Regions from separate parts of the Mus musculus genome. Here region 2 is linked to region 1. The links are chromatin contacts, called in public promoter capture Hi-C maps. All regions are on one chromosome and are shown on one strand. The core of a region is the stretch at or near the end of the contact, and the rest is flanking DNA. Distances in the headings are between cores, read along the strand shown. Region 1 holds the start of Ube2a (ubiquitin-conjugating enzyme E2A). Region 2 holds the start of Akap17b (A kinase (PRKA) anchor protein 17B).

Region 1 (4,411 bases), core at 873-3,372:
AAGTGCAAGAATGAAAGGCATAGGACAGCAAGGCAGCATTCAATAAATATATCAAGTTTTGAAGAGCAGTTATTATGTGTTTAAAAGTTAAAGCCTAGCCGGGTGTGGTGGCGCACGCCTTTGATCCCAGCTACCAAAGGAGAAAGGCAAACAGCAACCTCTCCATATTACCTACAATACTGTTATGCCTGAAAAAAAAATGCTAGTGCAATGGTGGCATAACCAACCAATGTTTGATTTGACTTAAAGCCCACCCCACAAGATGGAAAGCATATCTGATACTAGTTAGATGATCAAGAACCAGAGACTAGCCGGGCAGCGGTGGCACACGCCTTTAATCCCAGCACTCAGGAGGCAGAGGCAGGTAGATTTCTGAGTTCGAGGCCAGCCTGGTCTACAGAGTGAGTTCCAGGACAGCCAGGGCTGTACAGAGAAACCCTGTCTCGAAAAAAACAAAAAACAACAACAACAAAAAAAAGTTAAAGCCTAAATCGTTTGTTATGCACCTCTTGATATAAACTCAACATTCAAGTAGACTGGATACCGGCCAAACGGGGGCTACTGTGAGGCAAATCTCAATTCTGAAACTGCTTTGAGATTATCAGTCAGAGGATCTAACCGGAAACACACACTGTAAATGAATTGAAAACTCAAGGAACAACATTATACTGAAATTAGACATGGAAGAGCATCTCTAAAGAAGTGAGGCTCGTGACCTTAGTGACATTGCTCAAGCCAGGCAGGCAACTGTATGTCAGAGAAGCTTGCATCCATTCAGCACTAAACAAGCCACACACTAAGCACTGCTGAACACACTTCTTGCCCTGGGGATGGAACGCTTTGTGGACCAGATGGTTGCTGGTGAACTGGTTTCCTGCTGCATTATCTCTGTGGGGGCTAAAGTTAGCAAGAAGGCTGCTCAAACCTCCACAACCCTGAATACCAGCGCTGTGGCACTTCTTTTAAAAAGTGACTACTTTCACCCAGGATGGATTAAACGGGGGGGGGGGGAGACGACACAAACGAACGGAAAAAGTGAAGTTTTGATTAAGCCTAGGTCTAGCCAGAACAATCCGCCACACACTGAATTTCACTTGAGCCTTTGGTGGTCAGAGGTGGCAGGGGCAAAGCCGCTTCTTTAAGTGGGGGGCGCTTGCTGATACCCGGGACCCCCTTTCCCCTGAAGAGTAGGCTCCTGAAAGGTGGGCTAAGAAACTCTCTTACCATCCTCAAACGGGGTCCCTTCGGGCCTGCAACACAGAATAAAAACAAAAACAAGAGCCCGTTAGTGCCGGCTCAGAGGGTCCCCGCCTCCCCGCAGCCTCAGAGGCGGCGGCTCTGTCAAGGTTTCCCATCCCTGCCGCCTGGTCCGTCCCGCACCGCTGTCCCGGGTTAGGAAAAGGCGGCGCAGGCCGCCGCAGCCTCCGCTGCCCCTCGCCACCAAGAACCCCAAAGAGTTCCCCTAGCAGAGAGAAGGCAGCTAATCGAGGCAGAGGCTCCGGGGAGGCGCCTAGGCCCAAGCAACCCCAACTCTCTTCCCCTTTCCCCCCATGCGCGGCTCGTCTAGGGGCCGGCCCCGGTCCTCCCTGCCCCGGTCGCCGGCGAGAGCCGGCCCGCAGACTCACCCAAAAATGACCGCATTCCAAACCATTATGTTGTTCTCCGACGGAGCCCCGCTCACTCCGGCCGGAGGATCTTCCTGTAACCTTCAGAAACAGACACACAGCGGCTGCCCTCAGCCCCGCGATTCGCCGCCGGGATCCCCCTCCCCATCACACCCGGAGCCGCTCCGCTTCGGGCTCCGCCCTGTGCCCCCCGGCAGGCAGGCAGGCAGGCGGGCAGGCAGGCCGCCCCCTCGAGCGCCTGGCCCTCGCGGACGCGGGTTACCTCTTGAAGTCCCTCATGAGGCGGCGCCGGGCCGGGGTCGACATGGCTTTAGCGGGCTCAGCAGTCGGGCATATACCAGGGTCCGCGGTCCCCGAGGAAGCCGAGGAAGCCGGAGAAGCCGAGGAGGCGCCGAGAGGGACGGCACTGCCGCTCCGGAGCCGAGGGTCGGTCTGGCGCCGGCTAAGCACCACCCCAGAGTAGACGGGGGCCGAACCAACCTGGGGAGAACGCGCGGGGGGGTGCGGGGAACGCCTTACGCCCGGCGGACCGTACCAAGGCGGCCACGGGGCGGGGAGAGCCAAAGTTGACCTGTCAATCACGTCCCACCTGAGAGCCCTGGCCCTGGACCTAAGGGAGGAGGTGGCCAAGTTCCCTGGGGGAAAAGGCTAGGCGGGAAGCAAAGGAAACCTTCAAGTCCCGGTGATTTAACAGGGAGCAGCGCGGGCCCCACTTGCTGACTTGAAGAGGAACCCCTGCGAAGTTTTCTTTTTATAGGTACTTACTTTTTTTCGGGAAGGAGGGGCTCTTTTTCTATCTTTTTTCCCCCTCTGTTGAGACAGAGTCTCCTATAGGCCAGAGAACCTCGAACTCACTGTGTCGTTGAGCATGATTTTGAACTCCTGACTCTCCTGCTTTCACCTCCCAAATGCTGGGATTACAAGAGTGCACCACCATGCCAGTCTTTTAATTACTTCTTGTTTTGTTATTGGTTCCCCCTTCTTCCTCCACTTATTTGTTGATTGATTGATTGGCTGATTGATTGTAGGGTTGGTCTCTTGTAGTATCTAATGTAACACAGGCTAACTCAGACTCACTGTGAATCCCAGAGGCTGGACTTGGAGGTCACCTCAGCCTGCCAGGAATATGTCTTTAACCTTTCTTCTGTTTTGACAAAGAATGAATTATTAAACTGCCAACTACTGTTTAGGGTCGGGGAAAGAGGCGAGAAGATTAGTTGAAAGAAAAGAGTGGAGGAAAGACTTGGCACAGGCAAAGCAGTTCTCCAAAGGCAAGGATGTTAGGGTCACAGTCCTGTAGACACGAGAGGCTGGGGTAACTGCTTAAAGTCATGGGGAAAGTAATATAAATAAATAAATAAATAAATAAATAGCTCTTGAGTATGAAAATGGACTTTGGGTCCATCTTCTTTGAGATGAGGGTGCACAATTCAAACCCAACTTTTAACCCTAGGACTGAATGAAATGATGTTGGGGGGCAGTGGCAGAAATGAGAGCTTCGCCGTGGTGGCGCACGCCTTTAATCCCAGCACTCGGGAGGCAGAGGCAGGCGGATTTCTGAGTTCGAGGCCAGCCTGGTCTACAAAGTGAGTTCCAGGACAGCCAGGGCTACACAGAGAAACCCTGTGTCGGAAAAAAAAAAAAAGAAAGAAAAGAAAAGAAAGAAAGAAAGAAAAAAAAGAAATGAGAGCTTCTCCCAGGGAAAATAGACTTTTTACAATCTCTATGGGTACTCACAATTTGTCTCTGGAACCACATTTCCCCTTGGTAATTCAGCAAGCCAAGCAGCTAGTTTAGAAGAGTCTGAGGTATGAGCTTATCCAGCTGGAGAGTATTGGAAGGACCGGAGGCGGCAAGGAGAGGCAGGGCGCACAGGAAAAGCTGCAAGTCTCAGGCAAGCCTCCCAGGGAGTATAGGGACCTGCAAAAGCAAGAACAGTTTCAAAGAAGCATTTTCAAAGATCAACCCAAAAGTCACTTAGTGGGCAGACAAGGATGCTGGAAATTATGAGAAAGGCAGGTTTGAGTTAAATCTGGGAGAGTTTTGAATGCCAAGCTAATGGAATCCTTGGAAGGTAGTGGAGGCAGGAAGCGACACCATTAGAGCTGGGCATTCAGAATCTTCTCCCTAGAGAGCAAGAAAGTAGCTGCAGGGCTCTTTTGCTACTGTGGAGGAGAAACACTGTATCAGGCAATCTCACCTCCCAGAGACAAGCGCATCCTTTACCATGGGAACTACTACAGCTTCAGTCTTCAACAGAGATTTTCTTTCCCATTAAATCCTGCTCACATTTTGAAATCAATCTCTCTCTCTCTCTCTCTCTCTCTCTCTCTCTCTCTCTCTCTCTCGGAGAGCCCAGTCTTCTATAGTCATCAGAGAAAAGGAGGGGGGTAAATAAAGAGCACTTGGCAATAGATTGAATGTGGTGGCAAGAATGATGCTTTAAACCCTGAGAGCAGTGGGGCTTTGAAGTGGCCGTTAACAGAACTAGGCATAAAGGGTGAAGGGACACATCTGGGAGAAGAAATTTTGAGTGGGACTTCCTGAGCTCCTGGGAGTGATGAAACAGCCATGCGAAGATGTCCAGAAGTCATCAGGTGCATAGGAGTAGGAAGCACATACCAACAGTAGTGATTTTCCTAGGTACTTAATGGCAAGTGCCTTCCTGACTAACAATTGTTACCCCCCCATTAACCCCAACATATGAATCCGTTAAAGCAAGTTTCCCTAATAGTGTTGGATTATGGCTGTTGGTGGGAAAAGGTTACCAAACAAATTTCAAATAT
Region 2 (4,411 bases), core at 951-3,450, 230 kb after region 1:
TTCTAGACTTTGTATAATAGGCATGCAAGATAACATAGCTCACTGGGGAAACAATAGGAATTTATATTAGAAGTATAAAGTGCTCTGAGAGCCGGTCGTGGTGCATGCCTTTAATCCTAGCACTCGGGAGGCAGAGGCAGGCAAATTTCTGAGTTCGAGGCCAGCCTGGTCTACAGAGTGAGTTCCTTTACAGCCAGGACTAAACAGAGAAACCCCTTCTGGGGGGTGGTGGTGGTGGTGGGGAAACCAAACCAAACCAAAACAAAAAACCACCACCACCACCACCAAAACCAAGATCCATTTTTAAAAAAGTGTAAAGTGTTCTGAGATGGCAGTAGAATAGCTAGGAATGAGGCTGGACAGGTGAGACCAGATTCCAGATTACAAAGGGTTTTACAAGCAGTGCAGTGGGTTGGGGCTTTATTCTAAGAGCACTGGAGGCAAGAGGGTAGTGGGAAAACATTAGCAGCTGTGATGGGCCTTTAAGTGGGGATGCAGTATGGGGACCCTATTGTATTTTAGAACCAGAGTTGTAGCTTCCGCTGTGAAATGGACAAGGGCAACACTCAGTGTTGAGAACTTTTCCCAGCCAGAAGTCGCCCAGGGGGCTCTGTGGCAATTGTGTAAAGAGGATGAGAGTCGGATAATCAAGCAGGAGGGATGATTTATTTAGGCCAGAGTGAGCAGCAGGGGTCTTGACGGAAGTGAATGAAATTAACATTAACCTCCACACCAGGTAATCAAGCAAAACCAGCCCTGTGACAGCTGCTGCTGTGAGAACCTCCCCAGGGAAGGAGTTGACAGTAAATCTCTTAAGTGTCAACTTTGTGATTTGTCATCTGAGAAAGTGAATTCCATGTTGATGAACTCAAAGAAATGTCATCTGGGCAAGGGTTGGAAGGGACACTTAGTTCCTGGTGTCTGTTTTCAAAAGATTTAAGGCAATTGGCTTACATTCAGAGAAGACCCTCAATTTGTGTCTTTGAACATCAGAGCCTGGAACAGTGGGCCAGGAGAATGGTCTTTAAATTGTTAGAAAACCATGGAGAAGGAGAGGCAAGGCTACCTTTGCTTATCCTCAGGCTAGAAGGCCAGAGACCAAAGTGACCATCGCAGAGTCAGGGAGTCTTGGTGCCTGGTTCCTGGAAGTTTCCCAGCATACAGGGTCTAAGCTCCTGTACTGGATACTGGACAAGAAGAAAATAAACCCACAACCAGTGAGTGTTCTCCTAGGTTCTTGCTGACTTCTTGATGGGGAAGATCTGGTCAAGAGAGTGGCTAGTTCTCAGCTATGACGGTGGGTAAGTCTCTCCGTGATGTTTTTTTCTCTTGTAAAAAATGTGTATGTGTCCACAAGTGTGTGGAGGCTACAGGTCAACATCGGGTGTCTTCTTGATTGCTTTGTTCCTTATTTTGTGAGACGGGGTCTCTCACTGAACCTGAAACTCACCAATTGCCTAGCTAGCCTGGCTGACCAGCAAGGTCCAGAAAGCCACACAGTATCACCACCTCTGGCCTAATTCCCATTCCCTTTGCAATGGGAATTGCAAACTCACCCTACCACATTCCAACTTTTACACCCTTGCTACAGATCTGAGCTGGGTCCTCATGCTTGCATCCCCCTCCCCCAGTCTTGGCTCTCTTTCTTTTCTTGTGCTTGTTCTTTATCGAGACAGGGTTTCTCTGTGTAGCCCTGGTTGTCCTGGAACTCACTCTGTAGACCAGGCTGGCCTTGAACTCATAGATCCGCCTGCCTCTGTCTGTGCTGGGATTAAAGGCCTGTAGCACTGTTCTCTCTCTCTCTCTCTCTCTCTCTCTCTCTCTCTCTCTCTCTGTCTCTCTCTCTCTCTCTCTCTCTCTCTCTCTCTCTCTGTGTGTGTGTGTGTGTGTGTGTGTGTGTGTGTGTGTGTGTGTGTGTGTGTGTGTGTGTAGTGGGTGGGTGTTGGTGGTGTCTGCAGTCTCTAAATCACATAATTAGGCAGTGGGGTGGGCGGTGAGTAAACTGGACAAAACCTTGAGCTAGTTAGAACCTTGCAATGGAATTAACTTTGGCCCTTGCTTGGCTGTACAGGAGGGGCGGGGTTACTTTAATGCTTGCTCGGGAGAAGGCGATTGGCCCTGGGGAAATCCTAGGGGCGGGTCTAGTCGGTGGTTGCCATTGGTTCTGCCGGCAAGTCAAGGGATGGCAGCGAAGGGGGCGGAGCTCTCGAGGGGAGTCAATTGGTCCGCTGGAGCCCACCAAGGGATTGGAGCAGGCAGGCGTGCAAACCTGCACCCTGTAGCCCCCAGCCAGGAATCAGGAGGCAGCCACCTGGAAGCTCACGGGGCCTGCAGCGGGGCGAGGGGCGCTCGGGGCGTTGGCACGAGCGCGCGCGCCTGCGTCGCCTTCTCGGATGCGGCGAGGACGACTCTGTGTCGCGACCTGAGCCATTCAACAGCTGGCCTCGCCCGCGGCGGTGGAAGAGAGCGACCAGGAGGGTTGATCCTTGACACTGCGGCGGCTGGAGGGAGGCGGCGGCAGGAGCGGTAGCGGTTCCGCTACCCCAGCGGAGCTAAGCGTGAAGGTACAGCGGCTGCTGAGGCTCCCGATAACACCCCCCCCCCCCTTTCTGAGAATCGACCAGGCGGCTGCGTCCTTCTGCGTCCCGGTTGGCCGGCCGCCCTGGCCTACCGGAGTCTTGGGTGCCTGGGAGGCAGGGCCGCGTTGGACCCTGAGTGAGGACTTGGGAGGGGTTTTGGAGAGAACCCAGGTAGCCAGGCCTGCTCTAGGTGGAAACCAGGTTTTCTAGAGATGCCCCTAGGCTTTCCCCCTTGGATCCATTCGGCTGCTCTCTTGGGTCTTGGTGCCGCACTAGGGGGCGCTGTGGCCGCTGCTGCAGCTGAGGTCACTGGAAGCTTTTCCTTAGGGTGTACTAGATTGCTTAGGAAAGCTGAAGGATGCCCTCCTCCCTGCTGTATGCAAAAGCCAAGGGCTCTGGTTCTCAATCTGCTTCAGTGACATTCATTCCAGTTAACCACTACCCAGGGTCCGTTGCCTCTGCCCACTGATGACCACCAAGGGCCTTGTGAGGTTCCTACCGTGGATGGAATTAAACTGCTTCTAATTTGACCCAAGAAAGCAGGGTAAACCTCTAAGCCTTTGGAATGCATAGTCTTGAGCTTTGAGTAGATGGGCAGAAGTATCAGGGAAGAAAGCAAGTTGGGGAGCCTCATGTCTTGGATACTGCTGTCTCTGAGCATGTTGGTCACTGGGACTAGTACCATTTTTACATTTATCACCTGCTTATGAAACCAGTCACTACCTGAGCACTTTTGAATGTCACTAACTCTAAACATGTGTTGATTGGAACCCTGGAACTCTGAATTGCAGTATGGGGACTACCTGGGTCTTTTTATTTCCCACAGGGTTTCAAAGATGGTACCCATTTTACCTGATGTTCTTCCTGTCTCAGATCTACCTTTGAAACCTCATACTGTTGAAATACTGTAAGATTGTGAAGTATAATTGATAGGGATGCCTTTTCAATTCTGAAAATGTAGTGGGGATCTCTCAAATTCAGTTTTTTAAAAGAAAATTTTTTTTAAAGCATGTGAGATTCTGGTAGCCACACATTTCTTTCTTTTTTTTTTCTTTTTCTTTTTTTTTTTTTTCTTTTTGGTTTTTGGAGACAGGGTTTCTCTGTATAGCCCTGGCTGTCCTGGAACTCACTTTGTAGACCAGGCTGGCCTCGAACTCAGAAATCCAGCTGCCTCTGCCTTTTGAGTGCTGGGATCAAAGGCATGCCCCACCACGCCGGGCTGGTAGCCGCATATTTCTGTGTTCTATTTTTTATTCCTGTGTGGGGAGTGTATCCTCTCAAAAGGATGGAGTAACTTGAAGCATGGGGTAACTTCCATGAAAGTGTTTTTTACTTCAGTTCTTGTAAAGCACATGGAAAAGTGGAATGAGCCTCCAGGCACTGGTGCCCAGGGAATACCAGCTGCTATACCCATCAGAGGACGGCTGGGGCTGACTTGAAGAGGAAGTATAAGGTAGAGGGTAGGGCATGCAGAAACCATCTTCTGCAGTAGGTGGACTCGAGGTCTCCCATTTATTCTTAACCAAATATCACACAAGAAAAGTGTGGCTCATTGGTCTATTTTTTTATATCATATTCAGGCAACAGACCCAAGTTTACTGGATCCATGTGTCATCAGAAGAAATGGTGAGGCTTGTTGATGGTGTGTGTGTATTGTGTGTGTGTACACACATGAGAGAGAGAGAGAGAGAGAGAGAAGAAGCTCTCTGCTGTTAAGGCTAGCTATGCCTTTTATTTTCCCAGCATGCACCCCTGCCTTTGTCAGAGAAAGGAACTTATGTTTTTTTTTTTTTTTTCAGAATGGAAAAGAAATCTTACTTTAATTATAATTA

What was found. Promoter capture Hi-C pulls out the DNA fragments that hold promoters and counts their contacts.
Region 2: a contact with region 1 is called in a promoter capture Hi-C map of erythroid cells, with 33 times the contacts expected there. The contact joins the promoter of Akap17b here to the promoter of Ube2a in region 1. A contact is called at or near these places in 18 of 39 promoter capture datasets (the 3T3-L1 cell line, the C10 cell line, the HPC-7 cell line and 11 more), 5 of 484 Hi-C or Micro-C datasets (cerebral cortex and embryonic stem cells), 1 of 115 datasets of contacts at active chromatin or transcription factors (memory CD8 T cells) and 3 of 9 other capture datasets (adipose tissue, liver and pancreatic islet).

What each region holds. Positions count from the first base shown.
Region 1 is chrX:36,872,006-36,876,416 of GRCm38.p6, reverse strand. Ube2a (ubiquitin-conjugating enzyme E2A) reads right to left here and starts at 2,122. Exons shown (of 6, transcript NM_019668.4): 1 at 1,888-2,122; 2 at 1,626-1,706; 3 at 1,225-1,250. The coding sequence starts at 1,931.
Region 2 is chrX:36,643,203-36,647,613 of GRCm38.p6, reverse strand. It overlaps Akap17b (A kinase (PRKA) anchor protein 17B), which reads left to right and starts at 2,200. Exons shown (of 7, transcript NM_001081956.1): 1 at 2,200-2,564.